Linked DNA regions of Mus musculus: regions 1, 2, 3, 4, 5 and 7 are each linked to region 6. Evidence: chromatin contacts called from public HiChIP or PLAC-seq, Micro-C and promoter capture Hi-C data. All regions are on one chromosome and are shown on one strand. Each heading gives the region's core, a stretch centred on a gene start, on an enhancer-like site or on the middle of the called end of the contact. The rest is flanking DNA. Distances are from core to core; before and after follow the strand shown.

Evidence for each region. Promoter capture Hi-C pulls out the DNA fragments that hold promoters and counts their contacts. A called contact is a pair of places that touch in the nucleus more often than the background predicts. HiChIP or PLAC-seq counts read pairs in DNA pulled down with a chosen protein or histone mark. Capture Hi-C pulls out chosen DNA fragments and counts their contacts.
Region 1: an H3K4me3 HiChIP or PLAC-seq map of embryonic stem cells shows a contact between it and region 6, with 4 times the contacts expected there. The contact joins the promoter of Chst10 here to the promoter of Rev1 in region 6. A contact is called at or near these places in 7 of 39 promoter capture datasets (the 3T3-L1 cell line, cranial neural crest, embryonic stem cells and 2 more), 2 of 484 Hi-C or Micro-C datasets (both in embryonic stem cells) and 4 of 115 datasets of contacts at active chromatin or transcription factors (astrocytes, embryonic forebrain, embryonic stem cells and 1 more).
Region 2: a contact with region 6 is called in an H3K4me3 HiChIP or PLAC-seq map of neural tube, with 5 times the contacts expected there. The contact joins the enhancer-like site here to the promoter of Rev1 in region 6. A contact is called at or near these places in 19 of 39 promoter capture datasets (the 3T3-L1 cell line, 3T3-L1-derived adipocytes, the C10 cell line and 13 more), 1 of 15 datasets of contacts at CTCF or cohesin (large pre-B cells), 3 of 484 Hi-C or Micro-C datasets (the HPC-7 cell line, cortical neurons and granulocyte-monocyte progenitors), 20 of 115 datasets of contacts at active chromatin or transcription factors (the 230-238 cell line, the NIH/3T3 cell line, the SCID.adh cell line and 14 more) and 1 of 9 other capture datasets (embryonic stem cells).
Region 3: a Micro-C map of the G1E-ER4 cell line shows a contact between it and region 6, with 4 times the contacts expected there. The contact joins the enhancer-like site here to the promoter of Rev1 in region 6. A contact is called at or near these places in 2 of 39 promoter capture datasets (both in the C10 cell line), 1 of 484 Hi-C or Micro-C datasets (the G1E-ER4 cell line) and 1 of 115 datasets of contacts at active chromatin or transcription factors (embryonic forebrain).
Region 4: a contact with region 6 is called in a promoter capture Hi-C map of liver, with 5 times the contacts expected there. The contact joins the promoter of Coa5 here to the promoter of Rev1 in region 6. A contact is called at or near these places in 4 of 39 promoter capture datasets (the C10 cell line, erythroid cells, liver and 1 more), 2 of 484 Hi-C or Micro-C datasets (CD4 T cells and embryonic stem cells) and 1 of 9 other capture datasets (liver).
Region 5: a contact with region 6 is called in an H3K4me3 HiChIP or PLAC-seq map of embryonic limb bud, with 4 times the contacts expected there. The contact joins the enhancer-like site here to the promoter of Rev1 in region 6. A contact is called at or near these places in 11 of 39 promoter capture datasets (the C10 cell line, the HPC-7 cell line, cranial neural crest and 7 more), 1 of 15 datasets of contacts at CTCF or cohesin (large pre-B cells) and 14 of 115 datasets of contacts at active chromatin or transcription factors (SST interneurons, acute myeloid leukemia, embryonic basal ganglia and 9 more).
Region 7: a promoter capture Hi-C map of liver shows a contact between it and region 6, with 2.1 times the contacts expected there. The contact joins the promoter of Pdcl3 here to the promoter of Rev1 in region 6. A contact is called at or near these places in 6 of 39 promoter capture datasets (the 3T3-L1 cell line, 3T3-L1-derived adipocytes, the HPC-7 cell line and 2 more), 1 of 484 Hi-C or Micro-C datasets (embryonic stem cells), 3 of 115 datasets of contacts at active chromatin or transcription factors (astrocytes, epiblast stem cells and trophoblast stem cells) and 2 of 9 other capture datasets (adipose tissue and liver).

What each region holds. Positions count from the first base shown.
Region 1 is chr1:38,896,834-38,899,533 of GRCm38.p6, forward strand. It overlaps Chst10 (carbohydrate sulfotransferase 10), which reads right to left and starts at 1,327. Exons shown (of 7, transcript NM_145142.2): 1 at 1,057-1,327. It overlaps Gm51581, which reads left to right. Exons shown (of 3, transcript XM_030243909.1): 2 at 569-800; 3 at 884-2,117. The coding sequence ends at 1,517.
Region 2 is chr1:38,788,746-38,791,445 of GRCm38.p6, forward strand. No RefSeq gene overlaps it. Among named protein-coding and RNA genes, the nearest start is that of Lonrf2, 47 kb to the right of the region's middle. Within about 2 kb of position 1,411, at least 17 of the 459 cell types and tissues checked have an H3K27ac peak or open chromatin away from gene starts, as enhancers often do. A contact at or near this core is called in neural tube, where this site is marked.
Region 3 is chr1:38,656,524-38,659,223 of GRCm38.p6, forward strand. No RefSeq gene overlaps it. Among named protein-coding and RNA genes, the nearest start is that of Gm34596, 27 kb to the left of the region's middle. Within about 2 kb of position 1,273, at least 73 of the 459 cell types and tissues checked have an H3K27ac peak or open chromatin away from gene starts, as enhancers often do. A contact at or near this core is called in the G1E-ER4 cell line, where this site is marked.
Region 4 is chr1:37,428,843-37,431,542 of GRCm38.p6, forward strand. It overlaps Coa5 (cytochrome C oxidase assembly factor 5), which reads right to left and starts at 1,261. Exons shown (of 3, transcript NM_198006.4): 1 at 1,027-1,261. The coding sequence starts at 1,125. It overlaps Unc50 (unc-50 homolog), which reads left to right and starts at 1,297. Exons shown (of 6, transcript NM_026123.4): 1 at 1,297-1,651; 2 at 2,451-2,700. The coding sequence starts at 2,455.
Region 5 is chr1:38,766,040-38,768,739 of GRCm38.p6, forward strand. No RefSeq gene overlaps it. Among named protein-coding and RNA genes, the nearest start is that of Lonrf2, 69 kb to the right of the region's middle. Within about 2 kb of position 1,397, at least 71 of the 459 cell types and tissues checked have an H3K27ac peak or open chromatin away from gene starts, as enhancers often do. A contact at or near this core is called in embryonic limb bud, neural tube and second pharyngeal arch cranial neural crest, where this site is marked.
Region 6 is chr1:38,128,284-38,130,983 of GRCm38.p6, forward strand. It overlaps Rev1 (REV1, DNA directed polymerase), which reads right to left and starts at 1,383. Exons shown (of 23, transcript NM_019570.4): 1 at 1,179-1,383.
Region 7 is chr1:38,986,435-38,989,134 of GRCm38.p6, forward strand. Pdcl3 (phosducin-like 3) reads left to right here and starts at 1,380. Exons shown (of 6, transcript NM_026850.4): 1 at 1,380-1,415. The coding sequence starts at 1,410.

The DNA of each region.
Region 1 (2,700 bases), core at 77-2,576, 770 kb after region 6:
TGCAAGTGTTTTCTGATGCTCTTTGTTCAACTTTGCAAAAACAAAACAAACAAACAAACAAACAAAACTCTATTTTCCTTTCCGGGAGGGGGCGGCTTTCTTGGGAATTTCTTCTGTTCTTGAGGGTCAAGAGCAAACATGTGAAGATTTTTCTTTTCATCTTGAAACTCCAATTCTGCTTTAAGATAAACTATGTCCTAATTATCCTGGGGACCACTGAAGGTAGAAAGTCATTTCTCTCTTTGTGTCTTTTCTTTTTAACCCAGTCACTTAGAAAAGATGAAGTCGTGGCTAGTGATCAGCAAGCGGGAACGAAGCTGAGCTGTCTCACTTTAAGAATGTCTCAAGACATATCCTGCTCTGGCAGTTCCAATAGACCAGCGCAAAAACCCAACTCCTTGTGGCTAACCAGAACCTGCCTGGCTGAGCTACTTTGTATTCACTGCCCTGCCCTTTCCTGCCTTGAATAGACTTGGAGAACGAAAAAGCACCAGCTTTTGGAAAACCTGTTTCATCTTTCCAGCCAGAAAGTGCAGTAATTGATGCCTAGACCTCCAACTTCTGACAGACCTCTTGGTGAAGGTATGGGCCAGCAAGCAGGACCTGCTCGCAGGCAGAACTCCTTCCCCTAGCGCCCCGGGAGCCGCGCTCAACCGTGCGCTCCTTCGCAAAGGCTGCACAGGTTCCTCCCTCCAGTCCTCCTTCCCAGCACGCTCCTGGGACCCAAGTGGGAAAACATTCTCCTCTTTCCACCCCACCCCACATTTACAAACGCAAGTCTCCATCCCAGGGTGGCAAAGGTAGACGATGGATGGTTCAAGTATCATCGATTCCATTCATCACTGCATCCAGCACAAGGACGCCGCCTCGTTGCATAATTAAGTGATGAAGGCTCTTCCCAGGAATCTCTCCATCCAGGGACGTCTTTAAGTCGCCACAGCACACACCGAGGTAGCTCGCTGAGGAAAACCGAGTCCACCACCCTTCTGTCTACCCGGCAAAGGGGTGGGGGACAGCACTTCATTGAGACCCGCCACCCCCGAGTTCCCAGCTCACCCTCGTACATCGGCGCTCGCGCTCCTCCCAGCCGCTGGCGCTCTGCTCGGGCCTCGCGGGGCCTGTGGGCGTCCCCGGAGCCCCGGAGGCGGGCTCTGCCCAGACCTCCGCACCGCTACCCGCCTACCCTCCTGCAGGGTGCAGGGGTGCAGCCACGCCGGAAGGAGGAAGCCGGGCGCGTGCGAGCTTCGGGGTGCAAGACCGCCGCCCACTGCCGCCCGGGAGTGTGGGCCTGGTCCTGCGCGTCGTCGCCGCCACCGCTGTGCACGCGCGCGCGCGTCCACGTTGCAGGAAGCCAGGAGGACGCACCGCGCACCCACCATCCCAGGCCTCCTGGTCCCCATTGGCCTGTGGAGAAATTGTACAGATGCAGCAACCCAGCCGCACCGCGCAGAAAACACCTTGGAGAAGGCAAAGGAAATCCAAAACTTAGGAAAACGCAACAATGTCAACGACAATGAAACACATAAGTAGATCAACAATCATTCTTTAAAAAAAAAAATTTTTTTTGACCTGAGGAAAGGTCAGATCGCTTGAGCTTTGGTATAGTACAAATCTTTATTCTTCCTTAGTTATTTGCATTTGTTTCTATTCTGTTTTATTTTGTTTTTTCTTTTTTAAAAGACCATGCCTCAATGGAGTGCAGGCTTACCTGTAACTCACTCCGAAGCTCAGGTTGGACTCCAGCGTGAGGCAATCCTCCTTTCTCAGCCTCAGGGATGCAGGGCATGGTAAATGCTAGGTACCACACCTTCCTCTATCCATAGATTTTTTAAAATTACTTTTATTATTTTTATGTTTGCATCTCTGTGTGGGTGTGTATACTTGAATATAGGGCCCACAGAGTCAGGAAAAGTGTGGGATCCCTTCCAGCAAGACTTAAGAGGGAATTGTGAGTTACTCAGTGTGGGTGCTAGGAACTGAACTCAGGTCCTCTGCAAAGGTGGTACCACCTCTTAACTGCTGTGCCATCTCTCCAGCCCCATTCATAGTTTCTTAACAACCCTGATTGGTTACCTGGGCATGGTGGCTCACTTTAATCCCAGTATAGGGAGGCAGAGGTAGGCAAATTCTTGAGTTCTAGTCCAGCCTGGTCTACAGAGCAACTTCCACCAGGTCTACACAGAGAATGTCTCTCTCTCTCTCTCTCTCTCTCTCTCTCTCTCTCTCTCTCCACACACACACACACACACACACACACACACACAGAGAGAGAGAGAGAGAGAGAGAGAGAGAGAGAGAGAGAGAACTGGTTAAGAAATGTCTGGAGAAAAACTTTTACAAACTGGCAGGGTTGGTTTCTCAGTGAACTTATCTCAGTCAGAAGGAGTCATCTGCAGACAGGAAGCCTCCCCAGGAACACAACACAGACAGTGAATGGGGAGTAGACCCCATTATCTCCAAGGCTGTTCTCCTGCCCAGGAGTACTGGGCCAGGCTCCGAGAAGACAGCTTCTGTGTGATTCAGAAGTCCAGTTTCTGTACGTTTCACTCAGAAGCTGTGACTTTTAAAAGGCCCAATTTATGAAGATTATGACTGACTTTTGTCCTGACAATGGCTGGCCAGCCCTTGCCCACCTCACCTCCTGACTCCTCAGTCCCTCCCTCATCTTGCCACCCCTCCTCTGTTCCCCCAGAACTTCTG
Region 2 (2,700 bases), core at 161-2,660, 660 kb after region 6:
GGACTCACCCAAGAAATCTTAAAATTTGAGATCTCCTGTAGCCCTTGTGTTAGCTGACTGACAAAGAGATTGTAGGACAGAGAACTCACAGCTAGACTCTGACATACTGTTAATTGGAGACTAAGCAGAAATAATGGCACGTTAACAATGTAGCCCACTGGGAAAATGGAGTTGTCGTTATGACCAGATCTTTCAAACTAACCTCTTCCATCAGAAGTGCAAGTCTGCCCATGTCTTCCAAGGAAGGGAATTGTCTTGGGAAGGTCTGGGCGAGCACTGTGAAGCCTTTTGTTGTGGAATCTTAGCTCAAACTTGTCATCCAAATCTTACTTGATCCAAATCTTACCTGTAGCTAGTACCCTGGTTTCTGCCCTTGCAGTGCCTCAGAATTTCCAGTAGGTGGCACAAGCTACACCTCTCTACTCATCTGTCTTCCCACTAGAACTTAATTGAAAAGATGCTCACTTCTTCCTTTTCCCCTCCTTTCTCGTCACCTGTCTCCCATCTTTCTCTTTGACCAAAAAGAAAATAACATACAAACCAACCAAACAAACAAACTCCAAAAACAAACAAACACTCAGACTTTCTGTTGATTTGGCTGTGAGGATTAATTCAAAGGGGGCCACATGCAAAAGGGAAATGCTACCTTTAAAGATCATGGGGCAGGCAAGAAATGCCACAATGAACTCTTCTGAGTGGCCACTGGCTCTTGTCAGCCATACCTGTAACTGCTTTCACTTTTCAAAATTCACCTTGTACCAGGGACACCTGGATGCTGAGCCTCCTTTGCTTTTGACTACACCAGACAACATCCAATCCCAAATCCTACCTGGTAAACAGCAGTCAAAACAGACTGGTCAGTTCCCCCTAGACACCCCTCAGACAGTCTAGAAAGGCTGACTGGCTTTTTTCTCTTGAGGACCCTGCATGAATCTCCAGCATCGATGAGCATATGTAAAGACTGGGAACCCATGTGGACTCCAGATGTTGACAAACAGTAGAGGGAGGATATATCGGTTTGCTTTTCTGTTGCTGTATTTAAATACTGACCAAAACTAACTTGAAGAGGAAAGGGTTTATTTTAGCTTACAAGTCCATACTCAAGGAAACCCTAGGCAGGAGCTCAAAGGCAGGAATCGAGAGACAGGAACAGCAGAGACAATCCGGGAGCACTGTTTACTGCTTTGCTTCCCCTCCATTTCTGATGCGGCCAGTAGGCATTGCTCAGATAGATACTAGCTTTTGTTTTCACCACAGGCTGCAGCCTGCACATTCCGCAGCTGGGAAAGATGTTACAGCTGGAGCGCACCAGATGGACTCTGGTGCGCAGAATGGTTATTAAAGCGAGCCCCTGGAACTGACACTGATGGAAGGGAAGGGGAGGCGGTGTGGGTCAAGGGAGCAGTCAAGTCACAATGCCAGGCCATCAATAAGCTCAGTCACCAGAATGATCCCTCGGTGATGGCCCGTGGCAGGCAGAGCCCAGCCTTGATAGACCCATATTGATTAGGCTCAGATGTGAGCTGTTCAGAATGCAGAATGACCACAGGCAAGGCAGCTCTCTGTGGCTCAGCCAGCTCTGCTAAAAGGAGCAGAGAGCAGGGGCTTGTATACAGGCAGCATGGGCAGCAGCCATCAAGCAGGGCTTAATCATAAGAGCCAGGAAGGTGCATTATGTGTGCTAGCTACAGTCCACCCTAAGCCCCTCTGGTTTCTCTTGCAAGATCCCTGTTGACTTATCTTCTCAGGGGAAACTTGAGGAGGATGGGGAGAGGGTACATGACTCAGCAGCAGAACAGCTTCTCAGTCACACAGGAATTCCTGTATCTGTTTTCTGGGGCCTTAGAAAAAGAAAATAGTAGAAAGGAAGTTGAATGCCAACATCTTTGGCTGTGTTGTTGTAGAGACCCAGGGCTATCATTTGTGTCTCACAGTTTGCATCTATAGGGTCTGGTCTAGCCTCGTCCTCAGCTATGCCTCAGATATCCCCAATGGCTTTCCTGAGAGGTGTGAGCCCCTCATCCTTCAGCTACACTTAGCTACAACCATCCACACTGAACAAGCGCTATCTCAGGAGTCACTTCTGTTCTGCAAGTCTTCTCTTCCTCATTGTGCTGTGTAAGGGCTGCTGGCACCCCCTTCCCCTTCCTGGCTAGACAACCACCTTTCCCATCAGGAGGACAACTGTTCCTGGTCTTCCTTAAGTGCCCATATTGAAATGGCAATGTGTGGTTCAACTGGTCTCTTGCCATGTTTTCTGACAGAAGTCTCCCTTGAGAGCCAGGCACTTTCATCTTGAAAGCATGCACCCAGGGTGACAGGAAGCAGAAATGTTCCAAGAAATTCCTGGGAGTTTGAGGCACCGCTCCTCGGTTCTCCTGAATGGGAGCAGAGTACTGTATAAAGCTGATCGACTCTAAGAGCCTCCTGCATCTCGGCGGAGAGTGGCATTCTGTCCTTGCATCTCTGAGTTGGCCCTGTGCCCTTAACAGACCTCATTGACTGTGAGCCAGGATGGTTCATGAGATGTTGTCCCCTGGTTCCAGCTGGTTCTCACACCTTTATTCTGTAAGGAAGATCTCCAGGCCTTTGACAGTGACACAGATAGCCAATGCTAGCTAGACAAGCATGCTAGGAGCACCCTGGTGGCACTTCTGAAGGGCTCTGTGGTCAGAACAGGCAAGGGAATCTATTTCTATT
Region 3 (2,700 bases), core at 23-2,522, 530 kb after region 6:
TAGTAAGCTGAAGGCCAGGTGAGCCACATGAGCTCCTGTCTCAAAACTAAGTGAATACACACTGAAGAAGTCATGAGTGGGAAGTGCCACAAGTGGGGCAGAGGGAACTAGAAGAAGTTAACCCCAGCGTTTGTCATGTAAGGGCTCTATGCTTTGTACCTGAAGAGCACAATACGCAGTTTCCCGAAGACAGCCCTGCAGTGTGCCAAGGAAGCTTTGATAATGTTACAATCAAGCCATGATCCCATGAGGACGTAGACGCTCTCCATATCTCCATACCGGACAGGTCTCCTGTGCACATCAACCACCACCACCAGCACCACCACCACCACCACCAACAACAACAACAACAAAAGACCAGGAAAGGGTTAGCAAGTTGTTTCATGTGCCTCCTGCTTCTAAGAAGCCAATAGAAAAAATGCAACTACCTTCGATGATGGTGAAATGAGAAGCCCAAGCCACAACATGAGCTCTGGAAGATAGATGCTAGATAGATGATTGATGATAGATGATAGATGATAGATGATAGATAGATAGATAGATAGATAGATAGATAGATAGATAGATGATAGACATATAGATGATAGATAAGTAGATGATAGGTGGTAAGAAGATAATAGATTATAGATATGTAGATAAATGGGTAGATGGATGATGGAAAAATGAGATAGATAGATAGATAGATAGATAGATAGATAGATGATGGATGATAGTTAGATGATAGATTATAGATAGATAAATAAATGATGGATGATAGATAAATAGGTAGATAGATGATAGAGAGAGCCATCATCATGGAGGAAGGGGGTTCCAGCCAGCTCCAAACCACTGAGAGTTTTTTTTTTTTTTAAGATTTATTTTTTACTTTGAATTATCTCCGTCTGTGCACACACATGAACGTGTGTCTGAACATATGTGCAGCATGAGCAGAGTCTAGAAGAAGGTATTGGATTCCTGGAGCTGGAGTCACAGGTGGTTTATGAGCCACTCTGCAAGGATTCGGGGAACCAACTCCATCCCTTTGTAAGGTAAACAATGCTGAGCCATCTCTCCAGTCCCTGTGCTGATGAAAGTCCTAATCTATGATGCTTTGAGCAAACTAAAACACTGTTGCTGATGACCTGTGTAAGTTAAACCACTACATTTCAGAAACAAGGACAACCGAACCCTCTGTTTTCACTGTTCTGGCAGCAGCTGCCTCCAGATCTGGAACCTGCGGTGAAAGGGAGTCGGAGCCCTGGGGACCGCCCTCAAAGGGTGTTTTGGGCTGTGGTTTTAGCTGGTTGCTTACACAGTAACAGACGTTGAGGCAGCGAGGTTTTCCACTGGAGAGTTCTGAGCAATCATATGTTATGACTTAGTTTTACAAGAATTCCTCTTGGTCTGGGCTGAGAACCGAGTGGGAGAGGAGGAGTGGGTAAAGTGGGAGCTGAGTTTGAAGAACAGGCTGGATTTTGACTTCTGGTCTTGAATACAGGAAGTAGAGGCAGGGAGAGTGAAAACCGATTTGAATGTGGACACAGATCAAGGCACCTGTGGATGGGATGTGCTGGCCAATCAGATCACATGAGGACACAGAAGGAAAGTAGCGGGAGAGGAGGACAGCTCCGAGTTGCTGGCCTGATGGATGAGAATGGAGCTTTTATGGAGATGTCATGAAACTGCAGGAGAAGCCGGGGTGTTGTTAGGGAAATGATGTTAAGATCATGAAGCAGAAAGCACACTCAACGGTGAGGCTACGTGCAGCAGGACAGCGCATTCATGTCAGGAGAGAGATGGAGGCTGCAGGGCTTTACAGGTCATATGGAGATGGGGTCAGCTGGGGAGTGAATGCAGGGTCTATGGAGTAGAGTGGTCAGAGGATCTCCATCACTGAGAGATATGGAAGTGCTGGAGCCGAGGAACGAACCAAGAAAACGACGTTCTGGAGAGCCAAGACAAGGCGTCTGAGATGCAGATTATCTGTGCCATGTGGGCGAAAGAATCAAGTCTCATGAGGATCCGCCAGGCTTGATCTCCTGCCCCTGTCTTGCTCTGGCTGACTCAAAAAGAGTCCTTTCTCATGGACTAAACTTTCATGTGCGTGGGCGAGCACCAATGTGTTTCTCTCTTCCAGAGATATGTTTATCACCTGGGACTACATGACCACTTGAGTTTTGTCTTTGACAAGGCAAATACTGCACCCTGCTTTTCTTCCTTTTCCAAATACAGCTAGGCAAGTCTCTAACATTCATCAGGAGTTTTCATTGCAATCCTGTGAAGTCCCTTCCCTCCTTAAATAGATGGGGATTTAAATTTAATTTAACCTTTTACCACATATGTATTTAAATTATTTCTTTACATGCATGGGTGTTTTGCTTGCATGTATGTCTGTGCACCACATGTGTGCCTGGTGTGTTTGTAAGCTAGAAGAGGGTGTTAGAGTCCCTGTGTCTAGAATTACAGATGATTGGGGGCTTCCAGGTAGATGGTGGGAATTGAACCCACATCCTCTGAAAGAGCAGCCTGTGCTCTAATCATTGAGATTAGATGACCCTCACTTTATTTTTATATATAAATTTGCTTAGTAAGTGCTGAGTCATTCATATGAAATCCCTAGCTGATTCTGCAGAATTTTTCCCCCTTCAGGCCTGTTTCCTGGTACTTAGTTCTTCTAAGTATTTAAATTTTAGTGCCTTTTATAAATACAGTCCTCCTTTG
Region 4 (2,700 bases), core at 11-2,510, 700 kb before region 6:
ATCGTCAATGTTTGTATAAGCCTTCCTATGGATGAGAACCATGAATTGGATGTGTTAAAATAAAGACCTTTTAGTGTTAGTACTAAACTCTGTATATAAATGTTAATAGGGAGGGGCTGGCAAAGTGGCTAAGTAAAGAAAATGCTTGCTGTGCATGAGAGCTCCCAGTTCAGCACCCACATAAAGAGCTGGGCATGGTGGCAGAAGTCGTTTATCCCAGAATGGGAGTGGAGCCAAGCAGATCTGGTTAGGCTAGCCAATTAGGTCCACTGACATGCTATCTCAAGTAATAAGGTGGAGGGGCTGGAGAGATGAGTCAGCGGGCAAGAGGCCTTGCTCTTCTGAGGTCAAGGTCAGTAATGGGAAAACCATACTGAGTTCCCTCTGGAAGTTTCAACTTTTCTGGTTTTCCAAGAGTCATAAAATCTTAAGAAGTCTATTTTTGAGAAAGTTCTGAACCTTCTCCCCACTCCCCTTTCTCCTCACTATCCCCCACTGGAAGGTACGTTGTGATCATCTGAGTTCATACCCTACGTTTCTCTGAGCCCTTCTCATTCCTCGCCTGTTTCCCAAGGCAGCACATAGTATAAAGGCTTATGTTGAATTCCTCCCAGAATGCAATGCTATAGGTTTAAGATAGGTTAAAGATCGGCAGAGAGAAACTATGGCACACCATGAGATACTTCCATATTCTAGAAGCCAAGGAACCAAAACTCTCCACCACAGATCAAGTAGCCATGCGGCGCAGGCACAGGCCTTGGCAGCTGCCCTTAGAGTGGGAGTCTCTGGTGGCGCGTGCCAGCACTCAGGGATCGCTTCCTGAACAGAGCTGGCTGAAGGTTTACAAAATCCTTAGGTGGGTAGTAAGTTATCTCCCACTTAACACCAGTAAGAACTGGGGATGCGAGCTCAAGAGACCTGTCCAAAGTCAGGAGCGGACGCGCGACCTCTACCCTCGACGTGACCTCCCCTCGCAGGCCATCATGGAGCCAGTCTTGACTGAGCTCTGCCACCCAGATCCGCTACCTGGAGCACACAGGCAGACTGCAGCAGACATGCACCCAGATCCTCCTTCACGCCCGCACACGCGCCGCCCTCCGGCTTGTCCTCATAATACCGGGGCATGGCGGGGACCCACCGCCCTCACCACACTGGATCACGGCCCTCGGTCACCCCGCACGGCCCGGAAGGGCGTGGGACACGCCCACTGGCAAGCTACCGGCGAGGGTGGGAGAAAGTCTCAACAACTTCCGCCAGGAGTGCGACTCTTCAGGGTATGCGCACGCGTGGCGGAAGTGCGTGTCCGTAACGTAAATACAGAGCGCCGCAAGTGCGGGCTACGTAGCGGGAAGGGAAGTGGCCCCAGCGGCGGCTGGGCTCGGCTGCCCTGGGAAGGTGGCGGTAGTCCCGGGCCCAGGACGAGGCCTCGAGGGCCTTCAGGTGCGGCCTGCTCTGTGTGCGCAGGGTGGCGTTCGTGCCGTCGGCCGTTTCCACGGTTAGCTCGCGACCTGGCGTCTCAGCGGCTGGGCGAGGGACCGGCCGGCGCCCGGCAGCTCGAGTCCTAGGCCCGCCGTGGAGCTGCTGGGTAAAACCAAAGACAGCCGCTTACGTGGGAATCGCAGGATTAGAGCCGTTTTTCTATTCTAAGCAGGTCTGAAATTTTGCAAGGAGACACACACCCTGAAACCTTGTCGTTGCTTGTTCTTAAGTCAAATGTCACTGGGCCGTTTGTATTTTTAGTTGACAGAGGCTTGGGGTAATGGAGACCTGCTGGCGGGGCGGGGCGCCGCGCCGCGCCGCGGAGGGCAGGTAGGCTGGGCGGTGACCAGCAGTCATTTAGCTTCGGACTAGTTGGACTGGCCCCTTCGCGCTGTTATTCCTCCTACCCAGCCATCCTAGGAGTAAAACCATCAAGGAGTGTAATTTTTATTGTCACATTCTGAATAACCAGGGACTTGCTGGCCATCGCCGATGGACTTGTACAAATAAACTGTGTGTCTTACTTTTTCAGTAACCTTGCTTTTAGATTAAACTTTTTGTTTGTTTTAAATCTTGGTCATTACAAACACGGAATTTTGAACCAGTGTTCGGTCATTGTCCCGTGTTAATGAGGACGTCATTGCACACCCCCTTGTGCTGCTTTTTCCTTGGCCTCCATTATCAGTAGTGAGCTACTGCAGCTGTCAAAGGCTTGATTGAGGTGAAGGTTGGGAAACCATCGACTGAAGTTAAGTGCTTGTTTCAGGTGATACAGGAGTTTGTGGTACTGCCTTGATGGCATTACCCTTGGCCAGCCCCTAGACAAGCCCCAGAACCAACTCTATAGCTTCTGGCCCCTAATCCTTTCTGAAGGTGGCAAGAGAAAACGTCATAGCGCTGACGAGGAGTTCTAGTAGCCAAATAATTACATTTAAGATTACATCTAAGAGAAATGTTCTCATTCCATCTAGGAAGATGCTACCAAGTACTTCCTTGAGTTCTTCGATGCACGGGAATGGAGTATTAAATTCCAGGGATGCAGCAAGGCACACGGCTGGAGCAAAACGCTACAAGTACCTCAGAAGGCTCTTTCGATTTCGGCAGATGGACTTTGAGTTTGCTGCATGGCAGATGCTCTACCTGTTTACCTCTCCTCAGAGGGTTTATAGAAACTTTCACTACCGGAAGCAAACAAAGGACCAGTGGGCCAGAGATGACCCT
Region 5 (2,700 bases), core at 147-2,646, 640 kb after region 6:
GTATAAGACATAAATGTTATACCACTAGCACCAACAGAATCAAGCGCTTCTTTTTTCTTTCTTCCTTCCTTCCTTTCTTTCTTCCTTTCTTTCTTTCTTTCTTTCTTTCTTTCTTTCTTTCTTTCTTTCTTTCTTCCTTCCTTCCTTCCTTCCTTCCTTCCTTCCTTCCTTCCTTCCTTTTTCTCTTCCTTCCTTCCTTTCCTTTTTTCTTTTAATGAAGCTGCCAACTAAGTTGAAAATCCTTTTCATCCTAGCTGCTGCACAGGAGGATGAATGAGGTGAGCTGAGAGCCCCAGCCGCAGACACCACAGACCCAGCAGACACTTCCCAGTAGCAGCACTCCCTGGGGATGCTATTAGTGTCCTGGGTTCTTGTACAGCGAGGGAGACAGGAGAGACTGATTACTATTCAGATCAGCCTCCAGGCCAAGACTGTCTGGAGCTGGCATCTCAGGTAAGTAAAAGGCAGACACTGTGGGCTCAGCACACCCTACACATACACACACACACACACACACACACACACACACACACACACACACTCCGGAGTTGAAAAGGCACAGCTGCTTCTCCAGTGTGTGTGGCTGATTTCTGGGAAACGCCTCTGGCCAATCCCCTCACCAACAAAATAAAAACAACAAACAAACAAACAAACAAAGCCCCGAAGGATGCATATTTGCTGTTTTGCTCTCTCAGCATCCTTTCCACAGCTACCATTCATGACCCCACCTCTATCAAGAGGTCTTCAAGACCTTTCGCTTGTCTTCTGGGAGAGGGCCTCTTACACTGTGACACTGTCCACCCAACTCATCAGGAAAGAATGGACAGCGGCAGCAAGGTCGCTGGCTCTCAAGGGTCAACACAATCCATCAAGTCATTTAAAGTGAGTCCTTGTCTCATACAAAATCCCATTTCCTTGAGTATCAACCCAGCTTTATCTAAACCTCCATCTTCAAGCTGGCTTGTAGGGAGCAGAAGGGCCGTGGTCCATGGGAGTTCAGCCCCCCTCCCCTCGGGAATGTCGGTCTGTGTAAGACTAAACCGTGCTGTATAAATCTTGTCCAGGAAAAGAAAGGAACGGTTGTGGGAGTAGAGTTACCCCAGCTGCTGGGGCCCCATGCGCATGCGCACAGCCCTGGGAGATCAGAGGGGAGCCAGACCGATTGATTCCTGGCCCACAGCGCCCTGTGTGAAGCAAACCCTCCTCAGATTTCTAAGGTTTCCAGGAGGGCAGGTTGGATGGGAGCCTTGCAGTGCTGAGGAGACTGAAGGATGCATTCTACCATGTGGCTCCAAAGATAAGTTGGGGGCGGCAGACTGGATAACAAGCTAGACTCCCTTCTACTTCTGATAAGATAGAGGGCCTCTGTCTTTGAACGTGTTATTAATACTCTGCTCAGTTCTGTGGCCAGTGGGAGAGCGGTGAGCCCGTTCCTTTCATCAGGGTAGCTAGGGCCTCCCCAGGGCTATGGGAGGGAGGTTATAGACAGAGCCCTGGGCCCACGATACCATTCAACATCTGGCTTCTTTCTTGGGCTCTTGGGAGTTTGTGCCCCCCCCCCTCCAAGCCCCAGCTTAGCCTTGAGGCTTCTGCCACAAATGTCTCCCTTGCTATGTAACCAGGTTTAATAAAACATGGATATTGTATAATAAATACTGCATTTTCATGAATCTGCCCGTGAGATCAAGTGCTGTGCTAGAAAATATTATGAAATATGTATCACAATCTCTTACAGCCTCCTCCGAGCATTTTATATAAATCGCTACCTGTCAGAAGGGTTTGTGGAGAGAATCGGGGACTCCATGGAAGGCCCACAGCTTTTCTCTGTTGCTATGAGATATTAATATATTAGCATAACGTTTTTAAAAATGCAAATCCGCCCCTGGTATTCATACACTCTGAGTGGCACCCTAAGAAACACGCCTTCCATCCACTTGAGCAATCACCGCTCCTGGCCCCAGCCCCGCTCCCTGCAAGACCCCTTGCCAAGCAGCAGCCAAAATCTGCTCGACAGTGCCCTCTACTGGCGGGGAATAAGAACTTGCTTCCTCCGCTGCGAGGCTCCTCTTTTTTAAAAGGGTCAGGATCACTTTCTCTGCATCTTCTCTCTCCTTACCTCGCCTTGTCTTCAAGTGAAAGAACTTGTTCTTTAGACCTAGTTAAGGGTGTCACGGACCCTCCTCCTCACACACGCCCGTATGCATCCCCTCTACATGCCCCCTTTTTGCTTTCTTGTGACTCGCTTGAGTTTTTCTGGGAAAACTCTTACCCATTTTCCAGCCTTTTCCCTTCCATTTAGAAGCCAAATACCAACAACAAACCCCAGGATTTTTTTTTTAATGCAAATTTTGTGTTGGTGATGTGAGAGTGCGCAGAGCATGTGCCTGTCTTTTGCCGCGGAGGGAAAAGCAGCATTGCTTCGGTGCCCTCCATATCTGAAGCTCTGGAAAGTTCCTAAAGAAGGTTTTTTTTCCTCCTCATTCTGCTTCTGAAGTGAAACCAACCCACAGCATTGGATGGAGATGCACTTTTGAATATACTGCTGTACTCAACCCGATTATTTTTCTGCTGACCTCCATAACAAAACCTGCTTTGCTGACGCTCTGGCCTAACTCACTGAGAACAGGGCATCCAGCTGTTTGCTAACTGTTCTAAAATGTTGCAAGTTACAATGTATTCCTGGTGTTCTGTCCACATGTG
Region 6 (2,700 bases), core at 133-2,632:
CACGATTTTGGTACATACTGACCTCAAAGGACCTACAAGACACAAACAAGAAAACAGAAATTCAAGAAAAATGGCAAGTAAGTAGTCTAAGCAATGAACGAGTGCACTCGTGCAGACTGAAGTCCTGGATGGAGAGCTCCAGGTAAGCTTCCAAGTGTCCATCACAGGTAGCACTGGAAGGGCCGGAAGGGTATTCTAGCAGCATTTGCCTGGGCAAAGCCCGGTCAATATGGGAAAGCAAACTTATGGAGTCTTGCTAAGCTGAGCTAATGCGCACTCCATAGGAACAAGATTGTGGTATTATTACTCTACGTAAAGGAAGAACAGGTACTAGAGAAGCCAGAGACCAAGCAAATAATTTAAGAGCTGTTACATAGCCCTTAATAGTTACAAATCCTTTTTATGAGGTCTCTTGTTTTTATCTACATACCATTTCTACTTTATACCCAAGAAACACCAAAAAACACACGGTGAAATCCTAGGCATGTATCACCTGTAGTGTTTTTTTAAACAATCAAGGAACGATACTACAGGAAAGTCCGGGCTTTGCAAACCCGGGACAGGAAGAGTCTCCAAACAAACAAGTGCCCCCTCGGTGCACCCCGACTGTTATTATAACAGCACACCCAAGTGTGAACTGAGCACCTGTACAAACACTTGGGGACAGGTGTCCTGCACATGAAGGGGACAGATAAGTGACAAGGGAAAAGGAGTGAGAGAAACACTGCCTCCGGGATGCCTAAGAGCAAGGCAGAGGGGAGAAGCCGATGCACCGGGGACGAGCGAAGACCCGCGGCGCGGGCCCCGGGTGCCCCCTGCCACGTTCTGCAAACGCTGGCGGAGCGGACACTCGAACGCGCGAGGGAATGAATGGCCGGCCAGGCGCCGGCGCAGGAGGAACCGGTGACTTGCGACGCCAGCGGCGGGACTCGGAGGCAGGGCCGCGGGCGCCCCGATCGGCGCGCGACGGAGCGCCGGGTGTGGAGCGGGAACGGGAGGTCACGCGTTACATAACCCGGCGGCCGGAGGCGCAGGGGCGACGCGGCGCGGCAGGCAGGAGGCCTCGCGGCAGCACCGCGAGCCCCCGGCCTCGGCGCCTCGGGCCGCTCGTGCGGCGGAGGCGGGGACGGCGGAGGCTCGGTACCCCTCCCCCACCCGCCGGCCCGGGGGTCGCTCACCTTCCGCGCCGCCCCAGGCCACCATGCCCGGGCCCAGCCGCTTCCTCGGGCCTCGCGGGCGCCGCCGTCGTTCAGTGTCCTCCCCGCGGCTGAGGGGAACGCCGGGGAAGGCAACCGGTCAGGCGGCCGCCCAGCCGCACCGCACCGCACCGCGGCCCACGCTCCCTCAGTCGCTGCGCCCGCCTCGCGCCTCCGCGGCAGCTCCGCCCCTCCCCCGCCGCTCCTCTGGCGCGCGCCCGGCTCCCCCTCCCATCCACACCGCGGCCCGCTGGCCCGGCCCCGCACGCACTCACCGGGCGCGGCGCACGCGCGCTGCTCGCGCCCGGCCCGAGGCGACCCCGGCCCCGCCCTCCTCTCGCGCCGGCGCCCGCGGGGAGGGGGGGTGGAGAGCAGCGCCTCGGCTGCACGTGACCGTGCGGCTGGCTGGGCGGAGGTGGCGCGGGACCCGCCGCATCACCACGCTGCCTCCCGCCGGGGCCGGCTAGCTAATGGTGCTGCAGCGACGCGCAGCCGCGCCCCGCCGTGCCCCGCCCCGCCCCGCCCCGCCCGGGCTCCCCAGCCGCCGCGGAGGGCGCGGGTGCCGGGACTAACCGGGTAGACGACCGCGCAGGGTCGGCCGAGGCGCGAAACGCGTCGCCGCACCGCGCTCCGATTGATGTGCGGCGCCACCTAGCGGCGGCCAGGACGCTCACAGGCTAGCACATGCTCGGTCGGCGAGCGGAGAACCGCGGCCCACACGGGTCTGCGGGAATGCCAGGTCACTTGCTGGCAGCCAGCTAGGCTGTGTCCAGACACGACGTCCCTCACAATCTTACCACTGCCGGTCCTGTGCTCTACCTGCCTTTCCCACTTGCAACACACAGACCTGAAGAAAATTGCTTTCCCTTGTGATGGTTAAAAACAAACAAACAAAAACAAAAAACCAGCAGCTACACAATTTATTCGTGGATGTTAAATACACCTAGCAAAAAAGAAAAAAAACAGTCTCTTAAGGCCCATTTCCCCCGCCTCTGTAGTGTCTGTTCAATGGGAGACTGCATGGTTATTGTGATAGTCTTTATTGTTGGAATGCTCAAACATTAAGCCAACCAACTCCTCGCCCTAGACTGAACACTTTTGTTCCTTCCCCACCTTAAGACTTTTGAAAGGAGTTTGCAGGCACTTAGAAAACAGTAGTACTCTTTTTAAAACTGACTTTGCAAACCTGAGGTTCCTTTCCCAGAGAGACAGGAGATAATCGAAATCTCTCTCTCTCTTTCTGTGTATGTATATGTACATGGGAAATATATATATCTGTCTCGATTTTAACCTCTCCCCCTTTGCTCCACTTGCTCGCTCTCCTTTATGAATTCAACTTCAGTATTCCCTCCCAGCTCTGTTTCTCTGGACCCACAATTGAAGAGCTAGATACAGTGTAACTGCAGGAGTTTCAGAACGAGCTGCAACACCACCAGCTTGTGTTCGGAAATACCGCTGGGCGGGAAATGAGGCTTGTGAGGAGTTTTGAAAAACTGTCTCTACA
Region 7 (2,700 bases), core at 130-2,629, 860 kb after region 6:
ACAGTTTGTTTCTCGTGTGTATTCAGTTAAAGACTTTATCCATGTTGTAGTCAATGTAATAAAACCAAAAGTCAAGACAATGAGTTAACAGGGGATTGTTCTGAAGCACACCTGCTGTAAAAAGCAACTGGGAACATTATTTCCAATACACCAGGATACATCTTTCAGTGGATCCACCTGGAGCAAGGAAAGGGCAAACCACACCTGCTTTACTGCTGTGCGGTGGAGAGAAGCCTGTGATCAAAGTCCCTCAAGTTAAACTATCTCACAAACTGATTTTGGAAGTGAAAACTGGGAAAATTCATTCACAACACTAGGCAAATTAATTAACACTTTAAAAGGTCTGTCTGTAATCTGGTTGGAATGTGTTGGGTTAAATTAAATCCATGCTCCTTGTTTTTTTCAGGGAATAGTGTAATTTTTTTTCTATATTAGTGATTATTCCCCAGAAATTATCAGTTCCGAGTCCTCAGCTGCAGGGATTTAAGTTGTCTGGAAATAACACCTTAGTGTAACTGTAGTTTTTGTTTGTTTTTATAGACAGAGGTTCACTCTCTAGCCCTGGCTGGGTCTCCTGAGTATTGGAATTATAGATGTGAACTACCACACCTAGACACCTGCAGTTTTGAAAGCTCCTTGGTAATTCCAAAGTGTACCCACGGTGTGTGCTTGAGCAGAGGCAGCAAGGTAGTCCAGGGCTGTGGAAGGCCTTTTAACTCCCGTGCTCTCAGTTCCAGCTCCGAATGCTGTGGATCGCCCTGGAGCCTGTGCTTTTGCTCAGGGTCACACGAGTCTGGTATTAACCAGAGAAAATGATTCTCACTGTGGCCTTTTCCTTTTGTGAGGGTGAAGGGGCGTGGAGCCCAGGCGTTCCCCACTCCACCGGTTTCTCAAATCTGATGCTGTAACCGCAGAGGTTAGACTATGCTCTAAACAAACCCAGTGAGCTCAGTAAACAAACCCAATAAGCAATTCATCCCATTCAACAGAGAAGGTGTGTGACCTCCAGGTGACCCGGGTCACTTTTAATCCTAGCATCGGGTCACTGTCAGGCAATTCTGCTTCCGACAGGCTCCGATTGGCGGCCCGGGAAGTCGCAGAACCTATGCTTACCTCGGGTCAGCCCCAAACAACCAGCCACTTTCCCTAACAAGGTAGCGCCTGGACATGGCCCGAATGACGTCACCCTATAGTCCCACCCACCGGAGGCACGGCCTGTCATTCCAACGCTCTCAGCCTTCGCCCGGGTTCCTGAGGACCAGGCGCAGACTCCAGTCTTCACTTCCTCCTTGGCTCCGCCCTTTTCGTGCCTGGGGGCGGGGAGAAGACCGGAGGGGGCGGTGCCGCGCGTGCGCGGAGAGGAGCGGAGGGGCTGGGGCAGAGGGCTGGTTTGAGTGACTGAAGGCAAGATGCAGGTGAGTGTGGCGAGCTCGGGACCCCAAGTCTGCGGTCGTTTGGCTTGGTGGGCTCGCGCCAGACCCGGAGCCGGGTCTACATGGATTAGTTACAGAACTCGGCGGACTGCGGGGAGGCCCGGCGCAGGCGCACTGCGAGAGGGCGGGTGCGGTCCCTCCGGCCTCCTGGGCTGGGCACTCCTGCTCCGGTGCGTCCTGCCCCGCAAATCTCTGTCCTTTGGTAGGCACCGGACTTTGGGCTCGTTCTCCTCCAGGCCTGATGAAGGCCCCGACCCTCCTGCCATCTAGAGCTGACTCTAGATGGTCCGTTGGGAGTGCTTTCTGGTTTCCAGATCTGAACTCTAGGCCTCACGACTATTGTTAATTTCTAATATGAAGAAAGGTGGAACTCCTTAGCAATTTTTTTTCCTTTTTTGAGCTGGAATTAGACAAAAGCCCAAAGAAAGTGTGTTAGAGAACCGCATCGGAATAGCCTTAGAAGAGCAAAAGTATGCGTCAGCCACTTTGTCGCCAACCTTCTATGTGGCTGTGTTTAAGGATTCTGAAGAGTCTGGATGGAGGGTAGATGGACCGTGTAGTTGTGGGCTCCGGCTTAAGAGACAGACCTTGGGGACTGGAGGGGGTGGTCATCTACACATTCAGCAAGCCGGCCACACCTACACCTGGGAGGCAAGAACAGGCTCAAGTAAAGGGATATACCTAGTATTTTGTGCTTACTAAACATTAGCCGTCAGGAGTGACTCTGGAGCAGGCCAGGCGTCTGCTATTCTCAGATTTATCCTTTAGACTCTAAAGCTTAGGGAAGTCTGTGGGTCTAGCCACAGTCTTCCTCTTCCCCAAGTCTACTGCAGGCTCTCAGGACAGACAGATGGTCAGTCAGCATGTCACAGCGTTTTTGCATTTTCAGGTCCCTCTGCCTGGAATGTAACTTCCTTTGGTCTCCAGGTTCCTCTCGTTGGGGAAGAGTTCTCAGGACTCAGATAAACCTTCTTTAATTAGTGCGTAGCTCTGACCTGTTGTTTAGAGAGGCCCAGCTTCAAGCAGACACCTTTCATGGTTTATGTAGGGTTAGCCAGTCGTCTCCTGGTGTTTTGGGGTTTTGTTTGTTTGTTTGTTTTTTCTGAAGCTGAAATGCGCAGGTTTCTGGTTAAGACAGTGTTTGCTGTATCGTTGCGTAGCTCTGACCTGTTGTTTAGAGAGGCCCAGCTTCAAGCAGACACCTTTCATGGTTTATGTAGGGTTAGCCAGTCGTCTCCTGGTGTTTTGGGGTTTTGTTTGTTTGTTT